5 separate regions of the Mus musculus genome follow, and all the other regions are linked to region 5. The links are chromatin contacts, called in public Hi-C, HiCAR-type and promoter capture Hi-C maps. All regions are on one chromosome and are shown on one strand. The core of a region is the stretch at or near the end of the contact, and the rest is flanking DNA. Distances in the headings are between cores, read along the strand shown.

What was found. Promoter capture Hi-C pulls out the DNA fragments that hold promoters and counts their contacts. Hi-C and Micro-C count contacts between places; a contact is called where the count stands out from the background. HiCAR-type assays count read pairs that join an accessible place to other places.
Region 1: a promoter capture Hi-C map of liver shows a contact between it and region 5, with 2.5 times the contacts expected there. The contact joins the promoter of Lamc2 here to the promoter of Rnasel in region 5. A contact is called at or near these places in 4 of 39 promoter capture datasets (the C10 cell line, hippocampal neurons and liver), 1 of 484 Hi-C or Micro-C datasets (muscle stem cells) and 1 of 115 datasets of contacts at active chromatin or transcription factors (bone marrow-derived macrophages).
Region 2: a contact with region 5 is called in a promoter capture Hi-C map of pre-B cells, with 2.5 times the contacts expected there. The contact joins the promoter of Apobec4 here to the promoter of Rnasel in region 5. A contact is called at or near these places in 2 of 39 promoter capture datasets (embryonic stem cells and pre-B cells) and 2 of 9 other capture datasets (embryonic stem cells and liver).
Region 3: a HiCAR-type map of astrocytes shows a contact between it and region 5, with 4 times the contacts expected there. The contact joins the promoter of Cacna1e here to the promoter of Rnasel in region 5. A contact is called at or near these places in 1 of 39 promoter capture datasets (embryonic stem cells), 2 of 484 Hi-C or Micro-C datasets (palatal mesenchyme and ventricular fibroblasts), 2 of 115 datasets of contacts at active chromatin or transcription factors (astrocytes and embryonic forebrain) and 1 of 9 other capture datasets (embryonic stem cells).
Region 4: a Hi-C map of embryonic stem cells shows a contact between it and region 5, with 4 times the contacts expected there. The contact joins the enhancer-like site here to the promoter of Rnasel in region 5. A contact is called at or near these places in 2 of 39 promoter capture datasets (the 3T3-L1 cell line and pre-B cells), 7 of 484 Hi-C or Micro-C datasets (the G1E-ER4 cell line, cortical neurons and embryonic stem cells) and 1 of 115 datasets of contacts at active chromatin or transcription factors (memory CD8 T cells).

The regions. Positions count from the first base shown.
Region 1 is chr1:153,184,286-153,188,286 of GRCm38.p6, forward strand. It overlaps Lamc2 (laminin, gamma 2), which reads right to left and starts at 2,162. Exons shown (of 24, transcript NM_008485.3): 1 at 1,969-2,162; 2 at 1,624-1,816. The coding sequence starts at 1,702.
Region 2 is chr1:152,747,856-152,752,189 of GRCm38.p6, forward strand. Apobec4 (apolipoprotein B mRNA editing enzyme, catalytic polypeptide-like 4 (putative)) reads left to right here and starts at 2,696. Exons shown (of 2, transcript NM_001081197.1): 1 at 2,696-2,909. It also overlaps a transcript of Rgl1 not described here.
Region 3 is chr1:154,724,620-154,728,821 of GRCm38.p6, forward strand. It overlaps Cacna1e (calcium channel, voltage-dependent, R type, alpha 1E subunit), which reads right to left and starts at 1,301. Exons shown (of 47, transcript NM_009782.3): 1 at 1,032-1,301. The coding sequence starts at 1,300.
Region 4 is chr1:153,095,169-153,099,355 of GRCm38.p6, forward strand. All of the region lies in intron 8 of Nmnat2 (nicotinamide nucleotide adenylyltransferase 2), which reads left to right. Among named protein-coding and RNA genes, the nearest start is that of Lamc2, 89 kb to the right of the region's middle. Within about 2 kb of position 1,288, at least 29 of the 459 cell types and tissues checked have an H3K27ac peak or open chromatin away from gene starts, as enhancers often do. A contact at or near this core is called in embryonic stem cells, where this site is marked.
Region 5 is chr1:153,747,186-153,751,004 of GRCm38.p6, forward strand. Rnasel (ribonuclease L (2', 5'-oligoisoadenylate synthetase-dependent)) reads left to right here and starts at 2,241. Exons shown (of 9, transcript NM_011882.2): 1 at 2,241-2,422.

The DNA of each region.
Region 1 (4,001 bases), core at 912-3,411, 560 kb before region 5:
GGAAAAATATAAATGATCTACCATAATGACATAGTCTCACTTGGCTCCCAAATAAAGCTGTTTGAGGAGAGAACCTGGTATCTCAAGCAATCTGTCCCTAAGGAAGGGGAAAGTGCGAAAATGAGCCAACACAGAACTTCTGACTTTGTGTTTGGATGGACTGCTTGGGTACAAAGTCTGCTGTTGAACCTGACTTTATGAAACAATTGATGGCATCCTATAGATTTGGTTTTGTTATGTAATACCAACACACATGTATGTATTTAATTATAGCCAAGAGGAAAATTGCTGTACTGAAAAAAAATATACATATACATACACACACACACACACACACACACACACACACACACACACACACATATATATATATATATATATATATATATATATATACATATTACTTTTATAATGAGGTCAAAAAAGCTAAGAACACCTGGATCAAAGGTTCTGCCACTGCCAATAGCTGCCTGGGTGGCCTTGTGCAAAAACACTGCCAACTGCTCATCTTTTCAATCAAAGGATTCTTAATTGCTGATCCACTGGAAGTTACTTTTAATTCTAATATTCAGAGACTGTTTTCACTCTCAGAATGTTTTCTACTAGGTTTCAACCAGTTTATCCTGACTCAGGGGGAGCCCTCTCGACATGACCACTTTCATACATTTTTTTGTTTTAAAGTTCATCTTACATATCTGAGCTACACAACAGGTTTTGACAGGACTAGTGAAATGGTTACTATTGTCAAGAAAATGAACATGGCTATCATGCCAGTTACTCCTTTTTGGTGACAATTATACATGATCGAGCATCATGGCTTCCGATCCCTGGCAGTGGTGACTGGAACACCATGGAGAGCAGGAAGCAACAGTAACTATGAATGTGAAAAGTTGGGTGATCAGAGGAAAGCGCTTCAGCTAAGAGACAGAGAAACCCCCGCACTAGGTGTCATCATAGTTGACAGGACACATACACACGAAAAACAGTCGCTAAGTTCTCGCAGATTTTGTTTATATGACCTTAACTCCTCAGGACATGACAGCCACCGGGTGCTCTCGGTAGGAGTAAATGTTACTTGAAGTTTGAGTCCAATAAATACCTGGGAGGCGAAACTGTTCTTAGAAGTAACACTTGCAGTTTCGGGTATTACTAAAACGCTTAAAGTTCACGCTCTATCTCAAAAATACAACATGGATAACAAGGGGATTATGGAAGTTCTGTTTTTAGTCTGTGTGGTGCTGCCGGGCATGGAAAAAGTCCCACCTAACTCCCACTGGTAAATTACAGGGACCGGACAGTTTAAAGACTAGCATGTTACTGATTGAACGGGTGTGGAGGGGTCCCCTGTTGCCAAAGAAAAGAAAGGGAGGGAATTGAAAGAGGAATGGCTTTAGGGCAAGGAAACCTTCAGCTGGCACAACCCATTAGCTTCGTGTTTTTAACTCCCTTGGCTTTATGGGAAAACTGTCACTTTAGAGCGCGACTGTACAGGAGCCCCAGGTAGGGAGGAGATAGGCTCTTTGCAGATCCTTGACCTGACCGAGTGTGGATCCTCGAGGTGAATTCAGCCACCAACACCGTGTGCAGGGAAGGGCAAGTTGGAGGCGCGGTGGGAGCACTCACCTTCCCTCCTGGAGGTGGCCTGGGCTGCGGGCAGCAGGAGCGCGACACCAAGGCAGCAGCTGAGCCAGAGCGCAGGCATGGCCGGGCCGCGCTCCGCCGCTGCGGGTGCCTGCCGGGCGCCGAGTCTTCGCTCTGCTGTGCCTTCCTTTTCCCTCGATCAGGTGTTTTATCGACTCTTCTCCCTGACTCAGTCCTGACAGGAAGAGAGCCGGTGTTTCGGGGCGTGACTCACCTGTGAACAAGGAGGACCCAACCCTCCGAGGCAGACAAACACTCAGCGCATGCCGAGCAGTAAACCCGCTCGCTGCGGCCCCGGGCTCCCCCCTCCGCAACCGGGGAGCACACCTGGCCCCGCCGAGGGCGTGGTACTGAGGCTGCGGTCCAGAGATCCTTCTGGAATGTGCCATATCCCCTCCCTCCACCCGCACCCCGCTACACACAGCCGTTCTCTCCCGGGGTGGTCCTGGGCAGAACTCAGGTTGTAGATATCAGCCACCCCTTCCTCAAAACCGGAGGGGGCGAGGGAGTCTCAAGGGCACAGACATCCATTCCAGTCACAGTTGGACGCCCCTTCCACTCTAGTCTAAAACACAGGCAAATTAACCAGGCTGAGGGGCCCAACAGGATCGATCCTCTTCACTCTCAGGGTAACTTTTATTCTGAGATACAGCACGTATACATACCTCTGATTTTACTCACTTCTAAGCACACACACACACACACACACACACACACACACACACACACACACCAGGGTGACCCAAAGGTTGCTCTCCTGGGTCTATCTACCCCCTTAACCTTGAACTAGCAAACTCATTAAGCAAACTCATTAAACTGTTACGAACTAGTTCACAGTTGATATTCAACAAGCCTTCTGCTCATAAGAGAAAAGGTTTCTTAGTCTTTTAACATCTCAGAGCATATTTTTCACGACATTCTCTCTGGCCCCGCTAGAAAATAACGTTAAGAGGGATAGTGCCAGCCAAGCCCGGTGTTAGCTGAAGTGAGTAACACCAAGTGGGGGAGGGGATGCAAATCTTGGCTTATCCCACACTGTCCTGGGAACTTCTCCTACAGTGAATAATGCAGAAGTGACTGTCAGAGAAGGCTCTTAAATCCTGCTATAGACTTAGGATTTACTAGTATTTATGTAGACACAACGTATCCATTACAACCAATAACCACTTCTTTTCCTCATGGTAAGGACAGCAGAGGCCCTAAATAAATACCTAGTCACTGACTAAATGAATGACTGTACCATAGATAGTTCCGTAGCTTAACACTCTAAGATAACTAACAACGTAATCCATACATATTGTCAAAGGGTGTGAGAACTCCCATTTCTAAGTGTGATAGTGACCAGTGTAGGCTGACCAGGAGAGATGTGGCTGGCTTTGTACAGAACATGGAGTCTGAACTAGATACCTAGTTCTAACCAGGAAGTAGACAAAGCATTGAAGAGCAACAGAGGCAAGATAGGGTACTGCAGACAAGCCGACATCTCTAAAATCTAGCGCAAAATGAGCAACAGAATGGATATTCTAATTTTCTTAACCTAGACTCAACTCTCTTCTGCTCTGTCCAAATAATGTGGAGATTCTTCTCACTCAGAATCAGTGCCCAGCTACTGCTAACACTTCAGTTCCTTGAGAGCAGGCATCTATAATTTTTTTCTTCCAGTAGCAGCTATGCGGTGGACAGAGAGAGAGGGGGAGAGGGAGAGGGAGAGGGAGAGGGAGAGGGAGAGGGAGAGGGAGAGGGAGAGGGAGAGGGAGAGGGAGAGGGAGAGGGAGAGGGAGAGGGAGAGGGAGAGAGAGAGAGAGAGGGAGCACACTTGTTTCTGAGTGCTATGATCCTTGCATATCTACCATCCACTAACTGAAAATATTGATACTTCTTGTTTTAGAAAAGTCCAGGTACACAGTGTTGGAGGAGCAGGGCATAGGGCCCTGCAAAATCAAACCTTAAAGGCAAAATTTGTTTTTTAGCACAGATTTTCATTGTCTATCATATCTCAAATGCTTTCATTTTCATCTGCTACCCTCTTTAGTGATAATAATAGTAACAAAGAGACCTATCTGTCATTTATTGCTGGCATAAATAAGTCTGGCATACATAGTAGTCCTTTTAACATTCAATAGAACCCTGTAAATGAGGTATAGTACCAATGTCCCTATGCCACAGGCCAGGAAAGGTTAGGCAGCATGCTAAGAATGGCAAAGCCAAGATGCAAAGCCAGGCAATCTGGCTTCGCACTTCATAGCACTTTGATAGTCAGATTAAAAAGTGCCGTAGAGAAAGATAAGCTCACAATACTGAACGAGCTGAGTGCAATCTAAGGTTAGTCATCAACAGCCATCAAGGTATGGCCAACATCC
Region 2 (4,334 bases), core at 1,446-3,945, 1.0 Mb before region 5:
ATGGTGGCAGTAAACACTGAAGCCCTTTCTCAAGCAAGGCAGGCCACACACAAGGCTGTCCTCTGAAGATGCAAGGGCACCTGACTACTCACTAAAGTCTGGGAAGCAAAAGGAAAGGAGTGTAGTGAGGAGACTGGCAAGGTACAGAGTCCGGTCCGACGAGATAAAAGGACAACCTCTAACATTCCACAGTTAATTGTGTGCTGCAAAAGTATGTGAAGACTTCAAATGTTTCCAACAGAAAGAAATAATAAATATTTGAAGTGACAGTGTGATGGTTTATATATGTTTGGCCCAGGGAGTGGCACTATTAGGAGATGTAGCCTTGTTGGAATATGTGTGTCACTGTGGGCATGGGCTTTGATACCCTAGTCCTAGCTGCCTGGAAGTCAGTATTCTGATAGCAGCCTTCAGACGAAGATGTAGAACTCTCAGCTCCTCCTGCGCCATGCCTGCCTGGATGCTGCCATACTTCCACCTTGATGATAATGGACTGAACCTCTGAACCTCTAAGCCAGCCCCAATTAAATGTTGTCCTTATATAAGAGTTGCCTTGGTCATGGTGGCTGTTCACAGCAGTAAAACCCTAACTAAGATGGTTATACCAATTAGCCTAATCATTACACATAAGTATCTTCCATTGTTATGTGATAATTAGAAATTTAATATATATTTTAAATATCAGTGAGCTTCCTAAAACCACCCAAGTACACAAGTGGATGTATTACATGGTGCATGTTTGCTGCTGCTTCTGGCTTAACATTCTTTTTTTTTTTTTTTTTTTTTTAGTTTTTCGAGACAGGGTTTCTCTGTGTAGCCCTGGCTGTCCTGGAACTCACTCTGTAGACCAGGCTGGCCTCGAACTCAGAAATCCTCCTACCTCTGCCTCCCAAGTGCTGGGATTAAAGGTATGCGCCACCACTGCCCAGCCTGGTTTAACATTCTTTAGGACATGATTTAGTGAGTATCTAACCCACCACTGAAGTTGCATGCTACACACAGGATGACCAACAAGTCTGTGGGGCTTGTTTCCTCCTTTTCCTGCTTGACTAGACCTATGGCATGCCAAGTCCTTTTTTTATTATATAATATCTCAAAAGCTTATAAAACTACCACATTTTTTAGATTTACTTAAAAAAAAAATAGATAAGATCTTACTAGCCCTGGCTAGCCTAGAACTCAATACAAAGCTCGCCTCAAACTCACAGACATCTGCCAGACTTTATTCCGTTCCCCAACTGCTAGGAATAAAGGCATATACCACCACACACAACTTTTTATATATTACTGTATGGTGGAGTATCACTGTTAGAACTAAGCAGGAGATGAAGTATGAGAATCAACTTTCAGTCATGAGTAAATTCCGTGAGGAGATGTTCCAGACGTAACAGCAAAACCAAGAAGGGCGTGATTCAGGCAAAAGGTAGGTAGGGAAGGATGAGATCCAACAGCGAATGTGCCACAGAAAAGCAACTGAACACCATTAGCTGAGAACGGACTAGTGCACTAGAGACCCTGGGAAACACAGAGCCCAAGAGAACACAGCCAGCCTCCAGGGAGCCCCGTGGCTGGGAGAGGACAGCTGACAACGGCCACCAGAGTCTGACAACGGAAGCACAACAACGGAAGTAACACCAAAACCAGCAAACAGGAGGTGCCTCTGGGAGCCCATTCTCCCTGAGGAATCAGAGCTTATGCTTAAAAGCTGTTCCTAGTAACTAATAGACTACACAGCGAGTCCGCACTTACTCATTCAAGTAGCCTGAGGAAGAACAAGGGATCACAACGAGCAGTGTCCTGAGTCTGAGAAATGGGGAGCAGGAAGACGAGGCCAGTGAGAGAGTGAGAAAGGATGAAGAGAGAAAGGCCGGGCTGCACCAAAAGCAATGCTTGTCTCACGTGAACAGAGCCACGCATACAGGTAGCATGGGTTCCCCAGGGAACTTCTGAGAGGAAGGAAAGAGCTGTCACTTCCCATGATTTGTGTTTAGACAAAGTCAAACACTCCCTCTGGGGCTGGGAAGATGGCTCAGCAGTCACAAGCACTTTTGCTCTTGCACAGGACCTGAGTCCAGTTCCCACCACCCAGGTGGTGGCTCGACACCGTTTGTAACTCCAGCTTCAGGAGCTCACACATACTCTTCTAGTTTCCTCAGGTACTGCATTCATATATAAATAAGCAGGGCAAAACTCTCATATAAAATAAATCTTTTCTTTAAATGTTACCAAAAATAGATAGGTAGATAGATAGATAGATAGATAGATAGATAGATAGATAGATAGAAGTCCCTTTGTGGACTTAGGGTCTGTTGGTCCAAACTTGCTCTCCTTCATCTCTAGCTGAAGCCACTTTAGCTCAGGGAACAGAAAAGCAGATCTCCCTGGCTACTGCACAGACAAGAGAGTCCCAAACCTTATCCACACACTAAGCCTGGATTCTAGTCTACATGTGAAAGAGATGCTGAGAAGAGGACCTGAGGTTTTATTCTTACAGTCACAAGGGGAAAAAACTCAACGCATGTACTTAACCAGATATCACCCTTTTATCCAGGCTGGAATAAGTATGCAGACATGTATATTTTCATCTTTGGAACAGGTGGTTTGATATGCAAATAAAGTAATAAGTGTCAGAGCCGTATCCTAGCAGTAGCTACTTTCCAAACGTTGCCATGGCACCAATTCAACAGTGTTCTTAGAGGCAGCCACACCTCAGCAAGAACTAACCTGGACCAGAAAAAATTAAAAGAACTAATAGAAACAGAAAAGGATTCCTGCTGTGGTATCCGAGACGAGTCTTGATGGCACAGGTGCCCTCTGAATCTACGTGAAGCAAGGCATGGGACTTTAAGAAGACAAAGAACCAGTGCCTCTAACACCTGCAGTGTGAGCCAAGCCTGGAGACAAAGATGGTAATTATAAACCGCTAACAGTTGTTTTTAGCTCTGAGCAGATTGCACACGGATTGGGAAGGGCAAACTCCACTCTCCAACTACTCCAGTGCGAACTGTGCCTTAGCAGCACTCCTAGCTGAAGCAGGAGCAGTCTGTCCTCATTGTGTGTGCGTTTGTGTTAAACGGAGGAAGCGTGTCCTCCCTCGGCCAGTCCAGGGCCACTCACCACTGTCAATGAAAGAAAGTCCTTCAGCAAGTTGGGCTCCCCACATCTCTCATGCTTACTACCAACAAATCTGCTTGCTCTTCAGAGGGCAACATATATGTACCAAACACAGGCAAAAACGATGGGGGCAGGGGAGGGGGCAGTAGTAACACAAGTAGCCCGGGACACAAGCCAGAACCCACTTGACTTGTGAGCCAGTGCAGGCTGCTGAGGTAGCCCTGAGACACCTGGATAGGTGACTGACAATAGAAATAATCGACTTAAGACTAAGCAATAACAAATTCATACAATAAACCCTGAGTTCTATAAAAGCTTAAAGGGAGTGGCGCTCTCTCCCTCAGAGCATGCTGGCGAAAGGACAGCCCAGGAAGACTAGAAAAAGAGAAAGCTCCAGTAGAGAACCTCAGATAGTTGTCACAGAAAAGACATTAAGAAAAATGGGACTCCAGGGCACCCTCATTTATACCAAGGCCATTGGTCATAAAGATCACCTTTCAGACAGTAATGTGCCGTGTCTGCCTAAGGCTGAAACACAGGCAGGAGTGGGGTAGAAATAAGGATATTTTGGGGAGAGTAATCAGGAGTTTCATGTTGCTGCCTTTATTGTAAAAGACTAAGGACCTCATGATTTCCTCATGGCAGTTTCAGGTCACATATTCTTAGTTCCACACATCAGCTTAAAAAATAATAACAAAGGCAGAAAAGGCCCTCAGGGTACTTTCCCTATCTTCTGTGGAACAAAACACTGATACATAAAGGAGAAAACCTCACCTGTACCAGTTGGTCTTCCGATTGCTGGGGGGCATCACTGTTCCTTCTGTCTGTTCCAAGTGCATGTGTCGAGCGTGTGTGCCCTGTTCATACTGTGTGAGCACGTGGTGGAGTGTGTCTGCATCTGTGCGTACAGGAACGTGGAGGCCCGAGGCTGACCTCTACTGTCTTTCTCCACTGCTCTCCACCTTTGTTTTCTGAGACAGGCTCTATCACAGAACCCGGAGCCTGCCATTTTGGCTAGTCTGGCACGACATCTTGCCCAGGATTCTCTTGTCTCCCTTGAGCTCCAGGATTACAAATAGGCTGCCCTGCTTTTATGTTGGTTCTGGAGAGCCAACCCACACACACACACACACACACACACACACACACACACACACCCTGTGCCATCTCTCTGGGCCCCTGCTAGTCTTTCTGGCGCGTTTGTTACACACACAACATCA
Region 3 (4,202 bases), core at 51-2,550, 980 kb after region 5:
TGACAGGCATGCAAATTCTTAGTGCAGAGCAGGCAGGAAGCTGCCTGATCAGCAGCCTGCATTCAGTGCGCTTGGTAAAACCTGCAAAGATGTTTCTTCCATCCTAGCCTTTTACTCCCAAACCATCACCTCCATAGATGACCTACCCACTCCTTGTAAAGAGCAACACCCTTGGCTTTAGAGAGAAATTGTTTGCACACCTCTGACCCTCAGCTGATGGGTTCAGGCCCAGTAGATCTATGGTTCAGTATACTGGGAGAGCAGCCAGGTATGGCAAACATTAAGAAGCAAGAGTAACAACCCAGGACCAAGAAAGGAAGAACACACCTCCTTGCCTGAAGAAAGAACTCCAACTTTGAGCTCTTTGGGCTGGTGGTGACATGATCATCTCCCCTGACAGGCATTCACTTTCAGTAGAACTTAAAGTTGGTCTCCAGAGTTAGCTGAGTCCCTAGCCCAACGCCTTTTTCATAAGTACTCATTTGTCTTCTTGTATACATGGGTCTACTCTTTGGAGCTTCTCATCTGGCAAATCCCTCCCAGAACCTCAACTTCTCTGCTGGCAGACAGTGCAAGTGTCTTCCCAGCTGGTAGGAATGGGAGCAGAGGGACTGGCTTAAGTGGTGGAAAAGAGAGAACTGATTATGAAAGAATCCTTGAGATTTGAGGTAAGCCAAACCACATGGAGTGCAGCTTCTGAAAGGGTTAGGACTTTGGGGGTGGCCAAGAAACAGACAAAGCCCAGAAAGAGGCAGATGTCTCCACACCAGGCACCTAAGTACACTTAGAGATTTCCACATGGAAAATAATCCCCAAAACCAAAAGTCTTACCTTGAAAACCACTACTGCCCAAATAGGTCTCCGGGGCATCAGGCTTGCCCCGTGAATGCAACAAGGTAGGGTGCACTTGAGCAAAGGGGCAAATTTTGGCACCAGGAAGGGGTGGGGAATAGATTCCATGCTAGGTGCCCCCCCTCACCCGATGGAATGCAAAGGGGGAGAGGGAAGTCATGGTGGGTAAGAAAGGATATGGCCAATCGATGAGCTTCTTGGCGTATTTCCTGACAATGTTATCTTCTCCGAAGATGAACAGGGATCTGTTGACCGTGAAACAGTTCTGCCGGACTGGTATGGGGTTGTACAAAGCCATAGTCCGCGCCCTCTGCGCTTTTGACTGCTTGTAGGCGGCCGCCGGCCCCGAGGCCGGGACGGGGGTTCCTTGTCGGTTCCTGCTCTGGTCCGAGTCTCCATCGCCTGAGCCTGGCCTGCCAACGACCACCGCCTCCCCGAAGCGAGCCATCCTGAAGTTTAAACAGACAGAAGACACACAAAGGTGATCGCCGAACACCCGCACACAACAAGAGGCAGAAAAGACACAGGCAGGCTCAGAGCCTTATCCACACAGGCGCAGGGACCACCGCCTCTGGGGACCCCTGCAGGCTCTTCAGCCCTGCTCTGAACTGTTGAATCTAAAGGCAACCTCTGCGAAGCTCCATTCCTCAAGAAAAAAAAAGAAGAAGAAGAAGAAGAAGGGGGTAGGGCTTCTAGAGGGAATATTTTCCCCCAAAATGCCAGCGTGGGGTGGTGTTCAGGGACCGGAGAGGGGTGGAGAAGGTCGGTCCTCAAACATAGCTCCTCTTCTGGCACACGTACCACCTGGCTGAGAGAAAGGCAGGCACTGGTCCGCTAGGTAACAGTTTGCTGATTTATTGGTCGGGGTGAGGGGTAGAGAGGAAGAAGGAAATGAAAACAAAAGAACTTTGAAAAAAATGAAAAGAAAAAAAGACAAGGGCCAGCTACGGTGACATGCTTTAGAACGCCAGCCCCTGCAAGTCCATCTAAGAAATTCCACAGCCAAGACTTGGCTCTTTAAATCTGCCAGCGGAGATGCATCCAAAGGTTGGAGAGAGGGAGATGGAGGTGGGGGGGAGAGCGGTACTAAGGTTCCTGCGTAAACCGCATCGCCCGAAAAATGAAGATGAGAAGTCGAACCAGCCGGAGAGGGGCAAATGACTTCACAGCTCCTGCTTTTGGGGTAGAAGTTGAGCAGCAACCAGAGAGCAGCGAAGCCCAAGTGCCAGCATCCGCCCAGAGCGCTCGCCGCTGCCGCCGCCGCCGCCGCCTCCCAGGATCAGCATGCAACAGCGATCCGCGGCTGCGCCGGGAAGAGGGTGGGAGAGCGAGCGAGCGAGCGGGCGGGCGGTCGCAGTGAGGAACAGGTTGCAGTCAGCCTAGCTAGTGATGGCAGGGCATAGGACTTAATCCACATACCGAACTTCCTCACCAAAGACCAGCTCTTTCTCCTCCCGGCCTTCCTGGCTACAGAGAGCAGAGACGATGCTTAAGGGCAGGTTGAGGAGCACAGCGCAGCAGCGCAGCAAGGTGGCCAAGGATCCGAGAGAGACGCGGGGGCGGGGCTCTCAGAGTCCAGCGTGGTGAGGCTGGTTTGGCTTGTGAATTCGTTTGACTGAAGGCTACCTAGGCAAGGGTCCAAGGAAGAGTCGCGGTTCCCTCAGGAGATGGAAAAGAGAGGCCCACTGAAGCTGGTGATGCCTGCAGACTCTCTGCAACAGATCAAAGACCTGTCCAGGAACACTCTCTTTGGTCCTAGGAAGGGTACTCAGGGCTGTGCCTCTTTCCATACTCTGCATAGGGTTCTGCTCGCCACTGCTCTAGTGGAGAGTAGGGACTTGTGCACCCCACCCTAGGATCTTGTAGCCTCTGCTTTGGATCTCCTAGGTTCCACTACCATCAACAGGGATCCCCAGGGCAAAGAGAGTGCCCTCTTCCTAAACCAACACTTAACAGACCTCATAGAGAAGTACCTCTGCTTCTCTGGGACCTTCTGTCCTATGGACCCTAAGGGACCTTACAAAGCAGCCTTCTAGATTGGGTTCCACTTTCCTCCTGGCAGGTGGCCCAGATATTCCAATCCCCAGACAGAGAGCCTAAGCAAAGTGCCCTCAAAATCCTAACAAAGGGGGTTTCCCACCCACCACCACCTTTTACTTTCAACCAAGGTCCATTGATCTTCTCAAACCTATGTCATTTTAAAAAAAAAAGTGTCTGAGCTGCAGAGGGAGGACATGTAGTCCAGAGAAAGAAGCTCTGTGTTTAACAATCTAGTCCTTGCCTACAGGAGACTCCGTGGACAGTCTATCCCTGTCCCCTCCCATCATCTGCACTGTCTGGAACATACTTTCCTTGACTTATGTTCACCCTTGGCTTCAACACATAGTTGTATCCATAACCTTTCTACGGAAGCGAAGGAAGCGCTGAGGGCAAGGGCTGGCTGAAGACGTAAGCAAAGGCAAACCAAAGCCCCAGTGTTGGAAGTCACCATGAGGGCAGCGCCACCTCGGCAGGCCTGAAAGGCAGTGTGTGAAATTAACTGATTAAGAGATAAAGTGGTGTCTGGGTGTTGGGCACGTGTATTCCTACTTGTATGTGTCTGTGAGTGTCTATGTGTGTGCACTGATACATGTCTGTTGTATGAGAATGTTGAGTGTGTAGGTGTGTGTGACAGAAAAGGGTCTGTGTACAAGAAATGCAAAGAAATGGCCTCAACACAGGGATGCCTTGCAATCACCCCTGCCCTCAGGAAGCGAGTGTTGACCCTGGGATTCATCGGAGATCATTTCAGATCAAATCTCGGCTGGAAGTGTGCCAGTGCCACCTGTTATTGTGATCTCACTTTGCCGAGGAGCTTATTAGGAGACAGAGTAAAGGAAGGTGGCTGTGAAGTCTCACTAGATGGTCACCTAGACAGAGTGGCTATCTCAGAGCTCTGTAAACTTCACGGGACTAAAAAAAATCTGATCTTCCATAGCAGAGGAGCCATACAAACCATTCATTTAGCAAATATATTTGCGTACATTCCCCACAACAGACACTATTTTAGACATTGGGGATTAAATAATGAGCCATATGGATGATGACATAAATGATGTGTCTTTCATAACTTCCACGAGATTGTATAGCCTAGCAAGCTCTGCTCTAAAGCTCACTTCAAGGATGAGACATAACACCTTCCTCATCATGCCTCTGTGTCTGTTTGCTAAACAGGGCACACTAGCCTTTTACCTTCCACAAGTACTTCCGAGAAAGACTAAGGACTCCTGCCTTGTCTCTTTACCCAGTAAGCCAAAATCTAGTACTGATTCGGGTTCCTCTTTCTTCCATACTCTGTGAGTCCTGTGACT
Region 4 (4,187 bases), core at 38-2,537, 650 kb before region 5:
TGAGCCATTAGAGCTTTACCTGGGTTATGCTCCGAAAACAGTGACATTAGTGGACCCTAAGGGTGGAGCGTTAGCCATCAAAAGGTCACCCACTGGACACTTGCATAGGTCAGTAGTTCCAACTACCTTCCACAACCTCCAATTCCCCGAAACACAACTTGGGCAACTGCTGTCATGGTGACCGGTCCATCAAGTATTGTCTATAGTAAAGCTGGGGTGGGGGGGAGCACGGCTTCCAGGGAGGGTTTAGGAGGAAGCTTTGCCCTTTGAACTATAGGTGTGGCTTCTTAGGCTTTGCCATCTTTGAAGAGGTAGCCACCACTACCCCAGGCTCCCCTTAGCAAGAGAATAGGGGTGTGTGGGGTTGCAAGCGGGAATCGCAAAGGTAAATGAGATCCTTCCAAATGCAAAGCAAGCCAGGAACAAAAAGCAAGAGGATTTGTTTGAGTTTGCCCTTAGCATCACTCCGGACTCAGGTTTTTAAGATCTGGTATGTTATTGACAGTGGCCTGAGATTTCAAAGAACTTCCTGGTACAGCACCCCCTGATGATGAGCGTTAGGAGACGTGATGTAACATGAAAGGGGACATTTAGAATCAGAATTTAGAGTCCAGTTCTACCCCCAACACATCGTCTGAGTTTCCATTTTCCCATCTTTAAAATGGCCTTAATAATAGTGTTTACCTCACATAGATTTTTGAAGACTCAAATGACACTCTTTAAGTGTATCTTGTTGGCATCAGGACCTCCCAAACCTATGACATCACATAGGCGACAGCACGACCTGCCACCTGCAGACCTATCGCATAATTAACAGGAAACACCACGTGGTTTTTGCCTGTTGTTCTTGAGACAAGGTTGTCTTTGCCCAGGCTGGCTTCAGACTTGCTGTGTGGCTGAGGGTGGCCTTGAACTCCTGATCCTTTTGCCTACATCTCTCCAGTGCTGGGACTAGACTTGTCCCATGATACCTGGTTTGTAACAAATGCTATTAGGAAACTTCAGCTAGCGTGAACCAAGCACCCCGGTGCACCCAGTAGCTATTCCGAGGGAAGGGAGTGCGAGTGTCGTGCGCTGTGGGGGAGGGGCGGCAGAGGAGGACCATTCTGAGAAGTCCTTTCATCTGCGACCCTGGAGCAATTTCCTGCAGGTGAAATTTTAAGCTTCCTTTCTGCTTTGGATTAAGTGGCTTAATCAGCTTTTGCCTTCCACCCTCTACTGGGTGCTGAGAAAGTAAAAAGTCACTGGCAGAGATTTCAGCAAAGCTGAGCGGTTGGGCCCTCCAGGGAGGCAGGAGCAGTCTGGGAATTTAGAAGGCTGAGGTTGGCAGCTGGTGCAGGAGTCTGAAGAGCCACTTGTGTGAGCAGGAAATCCCTGGGGCTATTTACTAAGTGGGACCTGTGGGGGGAGTCTTCTGTAGCCGGAAGTAGGCTACTTGGAGCCTGAAACATATACACAGCCCTGTGCCCCTGATGCCGGGCTCTCCCCTGGTTAGGTCTCTACAGGGTAGATCTCATTTCCTACCTGATGCTTTGGGTCTCTCCCCCACCTCCGGTCCTTCTGGCTCTCCTCAGTCATTGGTGTTGAGCTTTTTAAAGCATTTAGAGCATGGGCTGATTAAGAAACAAAATTTAAGGGGCTGGAGGAAGGGCTCAGCAGTTAAAAGCACTTGGTGTTCTTTCAGACGGCCTCAGTTTGGTCCCCAAAGTCATGGTCTGGCCGCTCACAACCACCTGTAATTCTAGTGGGGGAGGGAGGAAAAAGGAGGGAGAGAGAATGATACAAAGACCAGGATGACACAAACTTTAGGGGGATATGGAGCATGTGTATAAGGGACTCTGGTGACAAAAACATGTGGCACAGAGTCATTTAAGACCTGTGAATCTTGTTCTGGAATGCAGGTGGTTTCTAACACAGGGCATCTGATGCCCCCTTTTGGCCTCCTAGGACACCTGCACTCACATGAAACACATAGAGACAGACAGACAGACAGACACACAAACACAAATAACAAGTAAATGTCACAGTGAAGTCTTTGTTCATTCCAATGTATTCCCTCTGATGATGTGGGGGAGGGGCATGCCACAGTCCTGACCAGTTTGACTTCCTGGATTCCTGAGAGTTGTCGGAGGATTCCTCTCTTAGGGGTGCCATTCTAAAAAAACAAAGGGATACCCCCACCTTGCTTCCAGTCAGTCCCCAGTCTGAGATGGGTAACTTCGGAACATCTTGTGCCCGTCAGGGATGGATAGACCAGCACCAAGGAGGGTAAGCAGATAGCCTCACTCTTCCTGGGACTTAGATGATTTGAGTGCAAAATCCCAAGGCTAAGGAGATAGTGTGGTGCTAGAGAGCTTCGGTGAGGCTCTGGATAGAATCCCCAGCATTGTAAAACAAATGGAAACGAACCAAATCCACAGACTGAGGTTGGAGAAGGAGCTCAGTTGGTAGAGTGCTTGCCTCGTGTGCCCAAAACCATGGGTTCAATCCACAGCACCATATAAACTAATCCCAGGATTGGGAGGTGGGGGTAAGAAGATCAGAGGTTCAAGGTCATCTCTACTACCTAGTGAGTTCAAGGCCAGCTTGTGATGCAAGAAGCCCTATCTGTCTCAAAACAAAGAGGAGGAGGAGGAGGAGGAGGAGGAGGAGGAGGAGGAGAAGGAGAAGGAGAAGGAGAAGAAGAAGAAGAAGAAGAAGAAGAAGAAGAAGAAGAAGAAGAAGAAGAAGAAGAAGAAGAAGAAGAAGATTCAGCTAGAGAGATGTCTCAGACGTTAAGAGCACTGACTGTTCTTCCAGAGGTTCTGAGTTCAATTCCCAGCAACCACATGGTGGCTCATAACCATCTGTAATGGGGTCTGAAGCCCTCTTCTGGTGTGTCTGACAGCTGCAGTGTACTCATATATATATATATAAGATAAATAAATCTTTTTTTTTTTTTAAGTTCAAAATCTGAGCGTCCCACATTCTTAGAACTTCCTGTCTCAGGCTGACAGACAACCTGGATGTCTGGTCATTCCAGAGATCTAGGACATCCATCCTAGTTACTCCTGCATCTATCTTGTCTGGGGCAGTGATGAGAATCCCAGTTCCCTGCAGAAACAGTGGGGCTGGAGTTAATCAGACTAGGCTGCCTCAGCCTACAGCAGACCTACATCCCGATGCCACCCAGCCAATTGCTCTTTCCCAACTCTGCCCAGTTTGTAAGGTTTCTTTGAATCATTGCTCAGAGGTAAAGGGGGAAGCAATAGCTAAAGATACAAGGCTCTGAGCTAAAAGAGTCCCCGTTCAAACAGATCTGGGAAGAAACAGGAGCTTGTTCATAAAGGGGCAGCCTTACTGTGTCAAATGAAACTGTTAACATCTTCTAGAAACTGGCTGAGTGGGCCTGCCCCACAGCAGGACAGCCACAGCCTCTCCTGGTCCATCCTAGCCAGTATCACTTCCTTCAAAGTCCAGAACCAAAACTCTCCATCAAGGACTCCACACCCAGCCCCACAGTTCCCCTGCCGCAGTATCCACTAGGCACAAAGATTTATCAGTCCACAGTGAAATCTGACCTCCTATGACACGACACACCCCGTCCCTTTACATTCCACGGAGAGAAAATTCCGTACATATTCATCAAGTTTCTCTCAAGTGGCGCACAAAAGAGCTGCTGTGTGGCCTCCCGGTTAGCAATTTTGTTCTTGTTTTCTGGGGGGATGGGGGGGGGGGTCAGGGATCAAGATCCAGGCTCCTGGACCAGCCTCGGAGCCCGGCTGGTAAGAAAGGGCTTCTTTTGGCTCACGGGTGAGGGCATTGCAACAGCGGCCTAAGGCGGCTGCTCCCTCTGAATCCACAGTTAGGAAGCAGAGGGACAGGAGTGAATGCTGATGCTCTACTTATCGGCTCTGTTCTATTCAGCCTGGATCCCCAGTTCATGGGATGCTACCACCCACAGTCAGGGTGGCTCTTTTCTCCTCTGTAAACACCCTCCCAGGCAGGCCCAGAGATGTGTCTCCATGGCGATTCGAAATCCCATCAAGTTGACGGCTTCCTTCAAGTACCCTAGACCTTTGTTTTTCTGCATCTGACAGAAACACCTGTGCAGGTATCCAGACGCAGGTCAGGAACTAGATTAATTTGAGGCAGAAGGCTCCTGGATCAGCCAGAGCTGAGACTTTTTTTTTTTTTTTTTTTTTTTT
Region 5 (3,819 bases), core at 991-3,490:
CCGTGGAATTCTATGTCATGGCTAGAATTTGTTGTTTATTAATTCATTTTTGGTGAACATTCAAAATTATGAAATTGGAATTATTAACACAATTCCTAACACAGTCAGTGTCTATAGGAGTTATGGCAAGATTTCCTTAGTTCTTTTAGGGCTAAAATTTATCTTCCAATCTGGAAGGTCTTAGTTAAAGAGACTGTTCAGGGATCCAGGGTCTATGAGGTGTAAATTCAAGGCAGATAGAATGCTTGAAATTGGTCCAGGAGAAGAAAGAGAAGGCCGAAGTTAGGTATCCGATCCTAAGTTAAGTAGTTGATGCTAAGGGTGAGAGATGCAAGGGGCTTAGGTGCTATATTACAGGGTAGAGTTACCTTCAGGGGACAAAGGCAGGCAGGCAAAGCTTGCAGCCTTTCCCCTCACATCTTGGCAGTACCTGGAAGATGCTGCACACTCAAGGGGAGGGGCTTCACCCTTCAGTTACGCCTGCAGGAAATACTCTCAGAGACCCACCCAGAGCCTTTCTCTTTGCTAATATCCTATGCAATCAGGTGACCGCTGAGACTAACTGGCACAGTCACAGATTCAGGCACTGACTTAGACTTTGAGTAAAGCAAGAATCTGTGGATCTTTAAAAAAATTTTTTTTTCTTTTTACATCAAGCACCCATTTAAGGGAGAATTTTCATTTTAGCCATTCACAGGACAGCTCACAGAAAGCATGGAGCAATATTTAGAGCCACACGACTGACTTTAATCTGGTGTCTGCAGGTTGCTAATCAGTATGTTTCTCAATTTCTCAGGCTCTCACTTTGTATTATAAAATGTGACTATAAATAGTATTGGCTTCAGAGAGGTTTTGTGATGACAGAAAATGTGTGAAAAGTGTGTGTTAGACGGCTTGGTGACATGCTCAAAAACAGCAAACACTTGTCTGCGGCAGATACTGCTCTAAATACTCGGCATATGTTAATTCCTGTAATTCCTGTAAGAATCCTATAACATTAAAGACATAGAAGCCAGAGCGTTTATGTGAATCACTCCAATAAATGTAAAGAGATACCAGTCAGCTGGAGCTGCATAGCAGCCAGCCCAGACCACTCACACATTGCAGATAGGAGAAGGTCAACCTTCTACTGGTACAACGTTACAGCACTGGCTTCTACCCAAGTTCCCAGAAGGGTTTGGTAAGCTAAGTGCGAGTCTGGATGTGAGCCGGAAGTCTGATGTTCTTTTTGGTCAAAGGAAGGATCGAGGATACCACAGTGGGAAGTGGTTCAGGAGGAAGAGGGAAAATGCCCTTACATTTGCGTTGGCCGTTTGTTTCCTCTCCGTGTATCCAGTCCAGGTTTCCCACTCACTCCTGTGCCTGCTGTCTACCCTTGGTAAATTATTCCTTCAAAGTTTAAATCCCACCCAGAAGAGATCTTTGGTTCAAGATGGTCCAAGGGAAGTCATGGTTCCTGTCTTAGACTCTCCTGTCATACAGATCTGTCCTCCTCCATGCAGATCTGTCCCAGCATTTGTCCCTCCCCAAAGCAGACAGCTGGTACCAGGTGCCCCTCCCCCCATGCTCACGTGATGTGACAGCTAAAGAATTACTGTGTTTTCTTCACAAGGGGGACTTATACTTCCTGCCCTGGCCTTGATCCAGAGTTGAGTTTTCTGGTGGAATCTGATGGATGCCTTCCTCTGTTAATTACTGGGTCTCTCATCCTTTATGTGTTTATAGTTTAGGATTTTATTATAGGCACATTTTGTATTATAAGTGGCCTCAAATCATTTTTAGAATTGGGCTTTGGAAATCATAAAAAATAAATAAAAAGTAACAAACCAGCGCGCCAGCCTTACCTCTTACAAATCGGTTAGATCTTCAACGACTCCGGGGTCTGCTCTGGGTTGTTTAAAGCTCTTCTCTAGGGAGAAGGTTCCAGGATGCGGGAAATGAAACTTAGCTTTTCAAAACGACCCATTCGGACTAGCTGGTTCTTGTAAGCGGAACCTATTCTCCAACATATCAACTGTGGCTCAACTCTAAATATGAGGGAACACACATACGGGTGAGCAAGACGGCCCTGGCAGCTCCGCTCAGCGGCGGTATGAATTACTTCCCCCAGACACAAACAACCCCATGGAAATCGGCAACAATTAGAGTAGCCATCCCATGACCTTGGGGGAACAAGACACAAACAAGGGAACTGAATGAAGACCAAAAGTAGCTGAACGTCGCCCTCTGCTGGCTAATCTGAGTGATTTCTGCTTTCTGTGGCAAAGCTCCTCTTTGTTCTGTCTGGTTCCTAGAAAACAACAGTGAAAGTGTCCTTCGCGGAATTTCTCTTGCTTCCGAACAGCATCCAGTTGCGCACGAGTCTTTGTTTCCTCGCACCCCAGATCATTCCTGCCACCCCAAGCCTGTCAGGATCACGTATGTAAGCAAGGCTCAGAGGTTTCTGGGCGGAGTTCTTATTTGTTTATGACAGGCAAGCTTCCTGAACACAAGCTAGCTGCTCTGGGTGGGGCGGAGAGCCAGTGTTCTCTAGGAGTCTTTGTCACTTCGTCTGCTCAGGACAAACTAATGTCACCTGCTCTGGGCTGGCACTGGGTGCCTAATTCTAACAGTCTAGGTTAAAGGTAACAGTGTAGGCACTCCAATTAGTAACCCTTCGATGACTCATACGTGACTTGTGGCTCAGGTGGCCGTCAAAAACAGAACAGCTTTAGAGTGCCAGCTCAGAGCTGTGGTGGTCGGACAGCTGGTTAGTTTTTCTCAACTAGATACAAACTGGAAGTCACCTGGAAGAGGGAACCTTAACTGGGGAATTGTCCCCACTAGCTGGGCCTGTTAGCATGTTCCTGGGGGGCATTTTCTTGATTAATAATCAATGTGGGTGGTGTCACCTCTGAGCAGGTGGTCCTCAGTTATAGAAGGAAAACAAGCTGAACAGGCCACGGGGAAAGTCAGTAAACCCCATCCTCCCATAACTCATAAAGGAAACACTTTACTGACTGCCTGCGTCTCAGGGACTCCCATCCCAGTACTCTAACGGCCCCTCCACATCTGCTTAACTCTTCCCTGTGGGGTTTTCATCATAAGATACAGCACAAGATGCAGTTGTTTGGTTCCCCATCTGGCTTCAATGATAACGAAGGCAGGAGCGTCCTTCTCTGTGATGTAGCCCAGTTTCCAAAGCACAGCAAGCTACTTACCCGCTTTGTTCCCTGGATTCTCTAGCTGTAAAGTGGGGGTGAAAAGCAGTAGCTATCACAAGATTTGCATCCCTGGGTTGGTATTTGTGAAGTGCTCAGAACAGTTCCTGAAGTACACTCAAGAGCTATACAAATGTTTTCTGTCCTTAGCATAACTGCTGCCACACCACCACCACCACCACCACCATAATCCTTGTTACTATTATCTGTTCAGGTAGCAAAATAGCACACAGGAAGACAGACCAGAAACGGCGGGATATATCGAGGCACCCACGAAGCCCATAGGAATAGGGACTGCCAGGGACTACTTCATACCTAGAAATCTTATTATACGCCTTTTCTTTTAAATGTACTTAGAGACTCAGCAGGCAAAGGTGCTTGCCAGACAAGCCCGGTGACCTGAGTTTGAGCCCTGGAAGGGTGTACAGGAAGAAGCAGAGAACTGACACCCAAAGTTGTCTTCTGACCTCCATCAGCCTGCCCAAACACACACAGCATGTAATGCACACACACACACACACACACACACACACACACACACACACACACACACACACACACACACACATTCCTTCTCTGCATCAGGAGCAAGCTCTGCCCAGAGCTTTGGAATTTTGTA